Linked DNA regions of Hordeum vulgare: region 2 is linked to region 1. A link is a contact called in public Hi-C data. All regions are on one chromosome and are shown on one strand. Each heading gives the region's core, a stretch centred on a gene start, on an enhancer-like site or on the middle of the called end of the contact. The rest is flanking DNA. Distances are from core to core; before and after follow the strand shown.

Region 1 (7,030 bases), core at 666-3,165:
ACGCTAGCTCGACCCATTTTCGCCAGCGTGCATCAAACATGCATAATTATTAATGAAAATGTCCGCTTAAACATTAAAAAAAGTCGGCCACGGAGGCCGATGAGAGTCCACGCATTACATTATTAATGAAAAATAAGAAAAAAAAAACTAGGCGTCCTTGGCGACGACGTCGAGGTCGGGCTGTGCCGGAGCGGGGACGGGTTGTGTCAGCGCGGGCGCGAGGTCGGGTTGTGCCGGAGCGTGGCCGGGTTCTGCCGACGCGGGTGGTGCTGGTGTCGGTGGTGGCGCAGCAGCACGGGCACGCTCGCGTGTCTGGTGCATCGCCATCTGAGCTTCAAGGTAGGCGGCCTTTTCTGGAAGAAGCGCGCTGGCCTGGACGACGAGGGTGTTCGGGAAGAAGTCGAGCGTAGCACGGGCGTGCTGGTGCGCCTGGTGCATCGCCCTCTTAGCTTGCAGGTGGACGACCTCCTCTCGCAGCATGGCAATGGCATAGACGACGAGGTTGTCGCCGTTGTCCATGGCTGTTGGGTCGTCGACGAGGAAACAAAGGGGTGGCGAGATGTGGACGGGCGGGCTTCTGAAAGCAGATGGCGAAACCCACCGCACGCTCGGATTAAAAAAGGCCGGCCACAGTCGCCGACGCGTACGCCCGAGGACGGTGGTTGGGGGCGGACACCGAGGGGGCGGGCGCGCGTACGCGCCGACGCATTTCGGTCCCAAATTTGAACCAGAAATGGGTCGGCGCGGACACGAAAAGGACGCGTTTTGACAATGGATAGGCTCATTGGGCCATCATTTTTATCCGCGTTGATCCAAATGAACGGCGACGGACGAAATTGTCGCCCCGTTGGAGTTGCTATTGCATTTCAGCAAAGAGCGGTGGGACCAAACGGGTTTGTGATGGAAAACTAACCTGCTGTCCCACCTGCAGCCTGATATGGTACGCATTGCATTCGCCAACGAAGCATGGGTCCGACGAGAAGCGGAACCCACTAAGTGGCCATATTCCGGTGACACGTCAGTGTTCTCCCCCACTCGCCGCTCACTGCAACAACGGAGGCACTCCGCCTGCTCTAGCGCACTGCTCACAGCAGCACTGTAATTGCTGCTGGCCTTCAGTCAACACGCAGAATATTCACAGCAGCTGCAAGGCGTACGGGCTCGTGACAGGCTTCAATGCCTACCTGCCTTCTCCAAAAATAAATGGGATATAGGCAGAATCTGGCCAGCTTTCAATAGGTTGTGGCTATAGCAGACTAGCTAGCAGTAAATGTATAGCATGCCTACCACCTGAACTGAAAGGCTTGAGCCTAGCTAGTAGCTACCGGGGCAAAATGAAACACCGAAGCTGCAAATTGCTGGCCGAATTACTCTACATGAGACGCAAAGTACATGCAAGCCAGTAGTAGTTGAAACTTGAAAGAGGAGACGAAGAAGGCGATGATATGAACACACATGGTGAACCCACGACAAAAGTACCAGCTCTCAGTAATGGAGGTCACCGTCGTCACCGGCAACGATCAAGAAGACAGGCATTACTAAACTGTGTTCTCGTTTGGCCTAGGTTGCTTCTAGTTCTATATATACTCTCGCTCTGGCGCCTGTCGGCGTCTCTCGTCTCAACGGGCCCGGCACATTCGTGCAATCATGCTGGTCATTTTCCATTAGCAATGGTGGTGTCGTGTCCCGTAGGAAGGTAAGCTAACTGCTTACCAGAAATAGCGGTGTGTGCCCTACCCTGTGTCTCGAACTCGGAAGCTGCTACACAACATAGGCCGTGGCACAGGAGAAGATGGGTCCGGCGCACTGGGGACCGACACGTCGTCTCGATCTGTTGTCCCGCCGATACGAGCCGGGTCCCGTCGTCGTTCGGTTGGGAGGTGAGTGTGGTGGTAGGAGGAGGAGCTCGTAGCCGCGTCCCGCTGTCCAGTACTCCGGTACCACTCTCCGGAGGCGTCCCGCTGTCCAGTACTCCGGTACCACTCTCCACCTCCGCCGCGTACTGGCGCACCGGTGCCGTGAGGTCTCTTTTCTCTTTACAAGAGGTCAGGTGGGTCGGGGCTGTGGTGGACAACGTGGCCGTCGAGTAGTGACAGTACCACTCACTTATTTACCGTACACAGGCCAGCAGATAGTGCATGCTGCACAACCGCCGCTCCTCCTCTCGTCATCCATCCGCCCGGACCAAGGGACAGGCATATGTCGACGTCCCCAGAACGGCGCGCAATGGCTCACACGGCACCTTTTATTCTCTCTCGTGAGAGAACGAAAGCAATGCGGCCGTTTCACCTTTCTACATTTTGTAGCCTGGTAAGCACAGCATGAGCGGCTGCGCTACCGGGGAAAGAGAAGGCGTTGCCTCATTCACGGAAAGATCCATTGAACCACGGGTGTCCGTCCAAACAATTCTCTAGTATCAAACGTGACGACAGTGAAACACAGCTAGCGGTACATAGGGCCAAGAGGCCGTTCGACGTTTTTGAATGAATTTTATAATAAGGCACCCAAAGTGACGTGTAATAAACGATTGTCTAAAGAATGCCACTGATACACGATGAGTGGATGACTACGACGCCCGGAAGGGACGAAATCTGCTCGTCTTTTCCACTTTCCTTTTGCGAACGTGGAGGCGGAAGTGGTTCGCGCTGCTGGTATCGATGTACCTTCGATGTAGCTTCTCATCCTTTTCTGGGTACAGGTAGAGAACAATTTTTTTTTGGCGGTGAGAGGTAGAGAACCATCGATACGGCGCGACCACGACACAACCACGTCATCTTAAGAGCATGGTTAATGTTATAGTAAAAGAGAGAGAGAAGCGATTGGAATGAACTAGATCTCTTTATTGATGACACACAAGGCTATATATATAAGGTGAGGGGACGCGTTGAACAGACGCGACCCTTACAAAGGACGCCACAAAGGCGGTTGTTAAGCATGGATTATTAGGATTATAATTAATCCTTAACACTCCCCCTAATCTATGCTTATCTTCGGTTATATGCACCATCTTGATAAAGACTCCTTTAGTATGTTTGCCTTGAGATTGTTCATCATCTTTATATTGAGAAATACTCCTCCAAAAACCTTGTGGAAAAAATATGAGGAAAATAATGTAGATACGTTGCTGAAACTCCTTTAAACCCAATGGGAAAAATAAGAAGAAAATGATGCAACATATAATGATTATTGTCTCTTGATAACTAATATGAGAAAAACCTTTGAAGAAGGAGAAAACTCATTGATAAGTTTAGAGAACAATTAATATTTCTTGAGTACTTCCTTGAAAAAACCCGATAGGGAAAATAGAAAGTATGACATATGATCTTTGAGAAGATATTGCCTCACTAAAAACCATTATGAGAAACTTGAGAGAAAACTCATAAGGGAAAAGAGTGCAATCGTACATGTCATTGAAAACTCCTTTAAAACCCAGTGGGAAAAATATAACGAGAAAATGATATGGCATATATAGATACTTGTGTTTATATTATCTCATTAAAAACCTTTTATGAGAAACCGTTAGGAAAAACTCATCAAGGGAAAAAGAGTACAATATATGCAATTTGATGATTGTTAATAGGTTATAGTCTGGGAGATTACTCCCCCTGAACTTTGCAAATATGGAGTATGTCTCATACCAATGCCATTGACACGAACATGAGATTGTGTATAATCTGTTGGATTATCACAATATTTTGTTTGCAAATTATTTCCTCAACTTTCTATAATCCAGAGGATAAGTAATTTATGAGCAATGTGATTTATGATATTGTTCTTCATATAACCTGCAGGTATTGAGTAACACAAGTGGAAGTATATTGATAAATCAAGTAATGTGATTCTGATGAATCTCAACCACACGATTTTGAGTATGGTTAATCATTCTGCCAAGCCATACATATTTTTGCAATGCTTTAGGATAAATCAATTATGTCAGAATGATAAGTGGAAATAACCATTAAAATCCATTTATATGACTTCATGTCAAGGCTATTCCAGCAAATTCAGTCATTTATATGGCGTCGTTGGGATCAAATAAAGAGCCAATATCATTACATCATATCATGGTCATATTTTCTATTTCCTGATGGAAATATTCAAGATTTACTCTAATCTTCAGATATGAGATGATAGTACTTATATCAACCATATACCTTTTGTTTGGGGTTGCACTCCGAATAAGATAGCAAATATAGTGTGAGGCCTCACATATTTTGCAATTATATAAGTGCTTTGACATTAGTGAGATATAGAACTTTAGGTCCTGATATCACTTCATTATCACCCCTAGGTATGGATGGATTTGTATCCTATTAGGGTTGTATGACCATACATATCATTTATTGATATGATATATCCAAATAGAACTTCTCGTATATGTTTTGGATATATGTAGACTGATATGTATTTCTTGAGAGGATGCTCAGGTTGTAAATTTTAGCTAATTTTGGTTGAAACCAAATTTTCCGTCTTGAGATGATTTTGTGTATGTTTAGGTCTTGTAGAGATATTGATGATGAAATCATTGATATACACTGAGGTGATATAAGGAATTCAAATTTGGTATTCCTTTGTTAACACATAAACAATCATCATTGAGTAATCCTTCGGAAGAAGAAAATCATTTAGTCGGTAGTACCATATGATTTCCGACTATTTTGAGCCATAGAGTGACTTCTGAAATTTTACACAAATATGTTGCGATTTATTTTGGATTTGGAATTGTAAGCCCATCAGGGACTTCTTTATAAATTTCCAAAACGAGTAACTCATATGAGTATGTAGTTACTACATCCATTAACTGCATGGATAATATTATTTGTACTGCCAATGATATTTATTATCGAAACTTAATTCCACTCATACCAGGAGTGTATGTTACACCATAATTTGATGTCGGGTCTCTGCGTGAACCCTTTTGCTACAAGCCTCGCTTTTTCACCACCTCATTGACTTTGTCTATAAATGATAAGTTTTTAGTATTCCATATGGAAGATACTTATGAGGAGTATGTATTACTGTGGTAAATACCACTCTTTGATGAGCGAGTGCTATTCTTCATTACTTGCTTCCTTTTATGTGAACCAATATGAGTACAAGAGGCACTCTACCATGGATTTTGGTTCAGGGCCCAAAAGGTTTTAGCAATTTTCAGAAGAAATATATGTTGACAAATGTAGACTTATGTTATATGACTCTGGAGGAATCAATGAAATTTGTGGAAATGTATTTATTCCTTTTAACTCCTTGTGATTTCCTACAACAATGGAGTCAAGGTGTTTCAATGTCCCGACACAAAAACATTTGTGCACATTTATGTCGGGCTTTGGATGATGAGCATCCAGTGAGGTGTTCTTTCAACTTGATGTTGAATTACATTTACTGGTTGAGGATTTAATTTCCTCTATTTCCGCGGAAGCATATGCAAGATTATATCTCGTGTGGTCAGATTTCTCCCCCTCTTGCTCTCATTTCGGGAGAAGAGTGGTTTATGAGGTACCTCCACTCTTTCTGACACTTTACTGCAAGAATATAAAATTGAGTGACACCTTTGTGATCAGTAAATGTATGTGACAGATTTGCAATGTGTTGCAAATATGTGATTCTAAACTTCTTGTTCAGATTCTTTGAGTACGTGGAAATAAGGACTGAATGTGAATAACATTTCAAATTTATTTCTTGGCATTCTTTGTGGTACTTATCTCCCCCTAATGCCAGAAATGTCCTTATTGCGGAAGCAATCAGCATACGGGCTATGAATAATTTTGATTGACGAATAAATTGTTTTTCCTCACATAGATCCCTATTTTTTTATGGGAGCCCATTGATGTATGCTGGAGTGGTGATATCGGTATGCAACCGAATTATCGCAGATAGGAAATATTTTGTTGATTTCCACGTAATTACTACAAGGGGAAAGTAGTATGCTATGCAGTTGGTATGATTTATATCATACTTACGGTGTGTAATGCCGTATTTGTCTAGCATGAGGCTAGTAAATTATGATTCTATAAGTTTGGTCATATTATTAATTTCATTATCTTTGATAAGATATTGAACTAAACCATTATGTGTATTACTTAATATATTATGTATAATCACACATTGCTTGTAAAATGAGTTCAACGAAGTTGTCCATTCGAATAGATTTATCCCTTGTTTAGGATAACTTGCTCTTACTTTGATAATTTGAGCAATTAATTCACTTATATCATTCATGGTTTGTGTGACAAGATACACGCTGGAAATCATTTTATAAATGTTTCCATGAGTACCATGAAGTATCTATATAATACCACATAATGGTTGAGTAATCCACATATCTTCTGAATGTGTTCAAGGAAGAATGAGTTGCTCATTTAGAATTGTAAGGTGAGAGTGCCTTAAATTAATTTCCCCTATCACACATGTGGTGCACATAAAATGTGATGATTTAGGAAATTTTGCAACTTGTTAAGTTGTGGCCAATAGAATTGTCCATAATTTTCTAATCAACCCCAAACCAGGATTGTAAGGCTTATAACCAAATATTTTGTAAGATTTAGAAAATTATTTTGTATGCAACAAAACTAAGTATGAATTGATTCATACATTCAAAATTTATCAAACATGATGTCCAAGAAATAGGATATTGGACATTATACTACATGTAGTAGTACAACTATAGGCAAACAATATTTTGGGAATAATCGGGATATTACATGAGGTCTCCCATATTACTGAAAAATGAATTATGCAAACAAATCATAGGCGCAAACGAATTGATCATTCTTTTATTGCACTATATTTTTGGTTCTCCTTCTGATGAAGATTTGAGAACATCATTTACCAGAATAGTTTCTGGTCGTATGTTTGCAAATTTTCAAATACCCCAATGAACTTATTTGCCTTTTAATAAACTCATGGTGTGGTTCGACCATATGTTTGAGGGTTTGGTAATCATATGCACGATATTTATGTAACCACACATTTGACAAACTTAAGAGTTGTCTTTGTGATCATTTGGAAATGATCAATTCCCAACTAAAAG
Region 2 (6,885 bases), core at 2,016-4,515, 200 kb after region 1:
CGACCTTTCACCCGTGCGGTGGTGTCCTCGTGCGTCCGAGCCCCAACACCGAACTGCATCTGAGGTATCTTTTTGCAGCCAAGCTCCAACGCTAGTCGGCATCAGAGGTGTTATTTTGTAGTCGAGCTCCAACGCTGGTCGGCATCCGAGGTGTCATAGAATACCTCGGTCTTTGTAAAAGTTGAAGGAATTTAGCCAAACTTAATGCCCACAATGCCCTCTATGGATCCAGCGACTTACACCCGAGCTTTATGTCGGACTTCTTCCGAGGTGTGGCACCACCTTGGCCATGGGCTGATTTTTTGCAAGTTATTCTATGCCGAGATGTATAGCCAGTAGCCCTCAAGGTGTGTGTCGGCCAAAAGTCCGAGATGCACCTGAAGTAAAACATAAAACCGCCGATCCTAGTAGCCCCTGAGGCTCATGTCAATTGACTAAATCACCTTGTGGATCAAGTCCTTTCTCATAAGCATACTTTAGGAATAAAGCTCTTGGATCGCAGGCAGATGAGTCTAGGTACCCCTAGTCCCACGGGCCCGACAAGGTCTTCTTCCCCAACGGTTCTCATCTTTTGAGCTCGTGTTTGCCCCCATTGTTGACCTTCTTCGATCTTGCTAACTCTCAATCCCTTCAATGATTCTTGCTAGTTCTTGAGGGAAAAGAGAAAGGAGATCTAGATCTACATTTCCATCAATCACTTTCTCCTCTATGTGAGGAGTACCCCTTGGATCTAGGTCTTGGAGATCTTTGTGAGCTCCTTGTTCTTCCTCTCATACTCCTCCATAGCTTTTGTAGTTATGGTGGGGTTTGAGTATGAGGGACTTGACCACTTTTTGTGTTCTTGCCATTGCATTAGTTGCATCGGATTGAGTTCTCTACGATGATACATGGAATTGAAAAATTGAGAAGTTTATTACTCTTGGGTGCTTGGTATCCTAGAGCTTGATCTTCTTGGGTGCTTGGTATCCTCGATCTTGATCTTCTTGGGTGCTTTGGCGTCCTAGACGGTTGGTGGTGCCTCGGGGCTCAATCATTATGGTGTAAAGCTCCGGGCAAGCATCGGGGTCTCCAATTAGGTTGTGGAGATTGCCCCAAGCAATTTGTACGGGTTCCGGTGACCGTCCCCAAGGGTTGCTAAAGTGTACGGATTCGGTAACCGCCCCAAGGGTTACAATTTGTACGTGTTCGATGACCGCCCTCAAGGGCCCCTTAGTGGAATCACGACATCTTGCATTGTGCGAGGACGTGAGGATGTTACGGTGGCCCTAGTGGCTTCTTGGGGAGCATTATGCCTCCACACCGCTACAAACGGAGATTAGCATCCGCAAGGGTGTGAACTTCGGGATATATCATCTTCCCCTCATGCCTCGGTTATCTCTTATCCAAGCCCTTTACTTATGCACTTTACTTTGTGATAGCCATATTGTATCATGTTATATATCTTGTTATTACTTAGTTGCTTATCTTGCTCAGCATAAGTTGTTGGTGCACATGGGTGAACCTAGTTGTTTTAGGTTTTGTGCTTGACTGATTAAACGTTACTTTTATTCTGCATTTGTTCAAGCCTAACAGTAATTATTTTAAAGCGCATATTCACCCCCTCTAGGCGACATCCATGTCCATTCAGAGCCCATCTTGGGCGGAACTGCACACAGGCAGCGGCTCGACGGACATCACGTCGGAGTGCGGCATGTACAGTAGTAACAACATGAGCGTGGTGATGCTCCTAGCTCGGGAAGAAGAGAAGGGGAGTAGCTCACCTTGTGATTTGGGCTTGGGGTGGGATCTTCTTGGTACTGCTCCTGGCACCGAGGGTCTTTCGGGCGTCAATGGCGTCGGGGCTAACTAGAGCCATGGGGTCGCAGTTCCTTGCAAAAGGCGCGAAGGGCGGCAATGATGATGAGATCCGGAGGGAAACAACCTTGGGCGACCGAATCTGTAGGCGGAGGCGAGGATCTGGCCGGTGATGGGGCAATCAGGCATGACGACGGTAGCATCACGGTGAGGGTTCAAGAGGAGAAACAAAGGAAATGGGAGATGTGAGCGTGAGGGTGCATGCGAGATTGAGGGAGGAGCTAATCGAAACATTTTTTTGGGCGATGGTATTATGGCCGTAAATAATCCAAACTCCGGATTCACCAAAACGTGAAGCCGGGAAAGTCTCGCTTCGGAAAAACGAACGACAACCCACGACAACTTCCTCGATTTCAGCTTCGTGGAGCTATGGCATTCGGGTTCGCTTCGGGGTGAGAATTAGAGAAGTTTGGAGGTGGAGGATTTCACAACACACCTTAATGTGTACAACATCTTAAGATTGATGAAGTCATTATTGACACCTCATAGTCATAAGGAACGCATGAGTAAACAACAATGATCAAACTAAAAAATCAATAAAATGCGCGACTTTAAACCTTGTCCAACCCAATATTAAAATACATATGTTGTTCGTTCAAAAATACTTGTCAATAAATAGATGTATTTAGAGGTGTTTTAGTTTTGGATACTTTCAATTCAATTCATTTGTTCGTTAAGTATTTTTGGATTGAGAGAGTATTTAATGAAGATCAGCAAACACTTGAATTTTTTATTCTCTAGTCTTTATCCATTGCGCATTCCATGCTGGATGTCAGCGGATATCTTAAAATATCTGAAGAAGAATGTCTTGATTTTCATATGCGGATTTCTTTACATGGGGTTAAAGAATACGTCGTTGACCGTAAAAATGAAAAGAAAATTATTTTGTTGACCTAAATCCGGAACACACGAGTACCGAGCTACCATATCCTTTCCCCGATGGACCAATCCACATCCTCCGAAGGCTCGCGATCCTGGGCTCCTGGCTGAACCGCTGAGCCTGGTTATACCGGGGAGTAACAAATATCAGTATTATGTATATGATATTATTGTATGAAACTATTTTTATGATGCATGACACAAAGTAGCATTGTATTTAACATGGTACGATATCTATCTATCTATGTTACTTTAATCTTTTTTTTTTCTTTAATTCTCTGTTACATCAACATATTTGTTACTCCTGAATACTTTGTACCACTATATGGCTAAGATATCACCGCTATGGCTAGCGAGTGCACGGTCCACGTCTAGAGCCCGAGATCTCATCGCGACAGGGATAGCCGCGGGCCCTGCGCCGCGGTCCAATCTGCTTTCCGTGCCCACCGGGGTCCACGTACGGTTGGGGCCACGCCCGACCCGATGCCGTGTCCGTATAGTTCTGCTGTGCTCCTCCTCCTCCTCCTCCAGGGGGTCCCACGTCTTTCATGTACCCTGGGTCCCACACGTAGTGGCAGACTGTGGGCCGCTTGTCGCTGTACTACTCGGCGAGTAAATATTTTCAGGGTGGGTCCGCATGAATAGGCGGCAGATGACGGGCCATGGAAGCGTGGGACCTGCTAGCTTTTTCACCCCTCCCCAAATCCACCAGTACTACCGCTGCTCCGACTAGTACAGTGGTTGACGTGATGTGCCGCTGCACTGGCATGTGCAGGCGGTATGGTATAGTCAACCCGAGGGACAGTACAAAGGCAGGGCGCGGCGCCGCGCTGCGTGCTCGCTCTGAAACCACGACGAGAGCCGAGGAATACCACGGCGACAAGGGTGGCTTTCTCCTCACTCTCCTTTGCCATCGTCACTGCGCTTGAAACGTCAGGTCGCCGCCTACCCTGCCGCTGCCCGGGAGATCGGCGACGGAAGCGAGCTGACGACGGCGGGGAGCGGCCACCGCAGACATCGACTTGCTGCCTTCCATTGCCGCGCCCGGCCGGTGCGTTTTTGTTGGTTTTCTTTTTGATTCTCCTTGTGCGTCTCTGTTGGTTGAATGCCTCCTTCTAACTTGCGCCGTGTTCTCGTTCTTGTCCCCTCAAAGTTTGATGGTCTGTAATATTATCGTTTTCCTTGGTTGGTTGCTGCGCATCTTCCCTTGGGTGATCGGTTCCACTTCTGATGGGCTTTGACGTGTTTTTCCTAGCTTGCGCCGAACCCACGCACTCCTCCGACTTTTATCCCAAGTGCTGCTAGTAAAAGATGTTCAGTACTCCAGCATATTACCACCGTCTAATCAAATGGTCATTTCCCTAACCTTACGAAAAGGAATACAACCATGGAAATCAAAGGAATCGCGTAATAATTTGCTAATCGCCGCTTCTCCTAGCGTTGAAGTGATAAGTGATGGACACATGAGGTGATATCCTACTCCATCAGTGGCACAGCATTCAAAATGTTTACCGGTCCATGCCGGCAATGAATACTTTGCCCACCGGAGTCACCATCACTCAATCCTAGTGGAGAACACAGGAATGGGACGTACTGTGCGCCGGGACCACCCGCCGATTGTTGGCCCTACCACTGGCACACGAGTCCGGCCCGTCCTTCCGTGGGGCCGCACCAGCGTCCGTAATTATCGCAGCCTGGTCGTTGTCGGCAAGGGACGTGTCGGGCTGCCAGTCATCGTCGCCGACGTGGATATTTTCAACATGGGGCCCATGATCCACTGGCAATAGCCGGTGGCCGGCCTATCGTGTCAAAGGCACAGTAGTAAAGTAGCCTACAACTTTGCACGCATGGAGACTTTCTTCTGCAAACGTGCTGCCAAGGGTCATGGTGAGGCCTCTGATTTGGGTGATCAAACGAGATCATGGAAATCTCTTTGGGCCATTAATTCCCCCAATAAAATGAAAGTTGTTCTTTGGCGTATGTCCCACGACTGTCTCCCGACCGGTACTCAACTGAAGCATCGCAAGATACCGGCTGATGATAGATGTGTTTTCTGTGGACGCACTGAAACTGTGGAGCATACGTTTCTCTTCTGCCCCTTCACCGCTTCAGTTTGGGATGCCGTGAAAGAAGATATTCCTGTCAAGCTGGGTAAGAGGTCCTTCTCTGATATGCGACAATGGATCTTTGATTTCCTGCACAGATCGTCGCAAATCCAATTGACCACCCTGGCGGTTACTTGCTGGCATGTGTGGGAGGCTAGAAATGATGCTAGGAATGGGCATGATCTCCTCCATCCGTCTCGCGTGGCTAGCAAGATCAAGGCTTATGTGGACAATATAGTTCAGCATTGTTTCCCGCAACCAAAGGCCAACAGGTGTGCTTCCTCTTCACCTCCAGTGTGGACGCCACCACCAGCCGGGCACATTTGTCTTCATGTCGATGCTGCTGTTTTTCAAGCCGAGAATCGCATGGGATGGGGTGCGCTGATGCGTGACCATCATGGCTCTTTCATGATGGCTTGCAACGAAGGAATAGCAGGAATTGTGGCTCCGGAACTCGCCGAAGCGATGGCTGCTCGACGTGCTCTCGAGGTCTCAAGAGACAATGGTTTCAGGTGCATTTCCATGGCATCGGACTGCCTGACGCTGATTCAAAGGATACGGTCCTCTTCTATGGATCGATCTCTTGTCGGCTCTGTGGTCGGCGATATCAAACGCCTTGCTTCAGAGTTCGACATCTGTTCGTTCAAGCATGTTGGGCGAAGTTCAAATGTTATGGCGCATGTTTTAGCTCGTAGAAGTATGCTTTCTTCCTGTAATTTTTACTTTGATGTTGTCCCGGAGTGTTTGCGGGAAGAACTTTGTAATGATGTGATTTAATCAATAAAGCGCCATGTTTCAAAAAAGTAGTAAAGGAGCCTCGTTTCAATCTCTGAAACATGAAAAAGAACTTGCCCAATTTGTAGCACCCGATTGCAGTGGAGCCCAGCCCAGGGTGTATAATTAGCAAAGGAAACTGAGACTTTTAGAGTGCACATCATAGATGTGGCGAAGAGAAATATTGACAATAGCAGTCGGACAGGAAGTCGGCGGAGGCCTAATTACAAAAGGGAAACGAGGTCTGCACTTTGCATCCATCAGTCTTAGCAAGAGTCCAACCCAAGGAGTGATCGCACAGCGCAGTGGCAACCATCCGATGACAAGAAGGCTTCAGAAATCTTGTGGCCTACGAAATCTCACATGTTAGGTGCTAATTTGTTGAAATAACTACTGCTGTAGTTCTGTGATAACCCAACAAATGTGTTGGTTGCTGATACGTCAGTTTCTTCAACACAGCCAAGGTACTTGACAGGACGAAATGCGACTCACCAGTTTTTGTTCAGTCGGGGGCGGGATCTAAACCTTGCTCAGCTCCTGAAAAGGGAAAATTGATAAGATTTTGTTTATCTTTCCATGGTTCTCGAGCGATGATGAATAATAACTTCTTTGGCATCAAGCAAAGCCCTTTTTTTTTACTCATTCATATCATACTAATTGCGTTGAATTAACCATTATCTAAAGACAGGAGTAACATTGAAGCGATAAGCAGGACCATCTTATGGACCCAAGTACCTGTTCCTTCTGCTTTTGGATGGCTTCAACCTTTTTCATGTACTCGTCTGTGATTTTCTGTAGAATTTGTACAAGAAGTTAGTCTTAGTCCCTGATGCATCTCTGTACTACTACAGGGGTACATGGACGTGTGTGTCCTCACTTGTAGATCGGCTGATAAATCCTTCACATTATCTTCAGAAAGTTTCTTTTCCTATGTATACAAGTGCAAGATGTTAATTTTAGGGCAAAGGAGCCTCAATGAACTAGTACCAGCTGAAAAGAGCAAACCTTCTCTAGCTTATCATAGGCTTTGATTGCGTCTCGTCTTATGTTTCTGATAGCAACCTGAAAAAAAAAAGTCAAGGCTATCACACATTGTTTCGAATCCACTTAGGAGAAAAAATCACAATATTTCATGAAAATCCTCAATGTTGAATGTGCATTTTTCCCTCATTTTTTTATTCCACTTCTGTATCAGAGATTAGTGTCAAGGGATGGAGTTCCTGTTTCGTTAACTAAGTCACGGTCTGCAACTCAGCATCTTGTATATACTAAA

Evidence for each region. A called contact is a pair of places that touch in the nucleus more often than the background predicts.
Region 2: a Hi-C map of seedling shows a contact between it and region 1, with 4 times the contacts expected there. The contact joins two enhancer-like sites. A contact is called at or near these places in 3 of 6 Hi-C or Micro-C datasets (leaf and seedling).

What each region holds. Positions count from the first base shown.
Region 1 is chr2H:153,903,051-153,910,080 of MorexV3_pseudomolecules_assembly, forward strand. No RefSeq gene overlaps it. Among protein-coding and RNA genes, the nearest start is that of LOC123425633, 210 kb to the right of the region's middle. Within about 2 kb of position 1,916, at least 3 of the 3 cell types and tissues checked have open chromatin away from gene starts, as enhancers often do. A contact at or near this core is called in leaf and seedling, where this site is marked.
Region 2 is chr2H:154,101,711-154,108,595 of MorexV3_pseudomolecules_assembly, forward strand. It overlaps LOC123425633 (ribosome-recycling factor, chloroplastic), which reads right to left. Exons shown (of 12, transcript XM_045109330.1): 8 at 6,618-6,674; 9 at 6,490-6,540; 10 at 6,348-6,404; 11 at 6,105-6,149; 12 at 5,739-5,961. The coding sequence ends at 6,132. Among protein-coding and RNA genes, the nearest start is that of LOC123425633, 7.1 kb to the right of the region's middle. Within about 2 kb of position 3,266, at least 3 of the 3 cell types and tissues checked have open chromatin away from gene starts, as enhancers often do. A contact at or near this core is called in leaf and seedling, where this site is marked.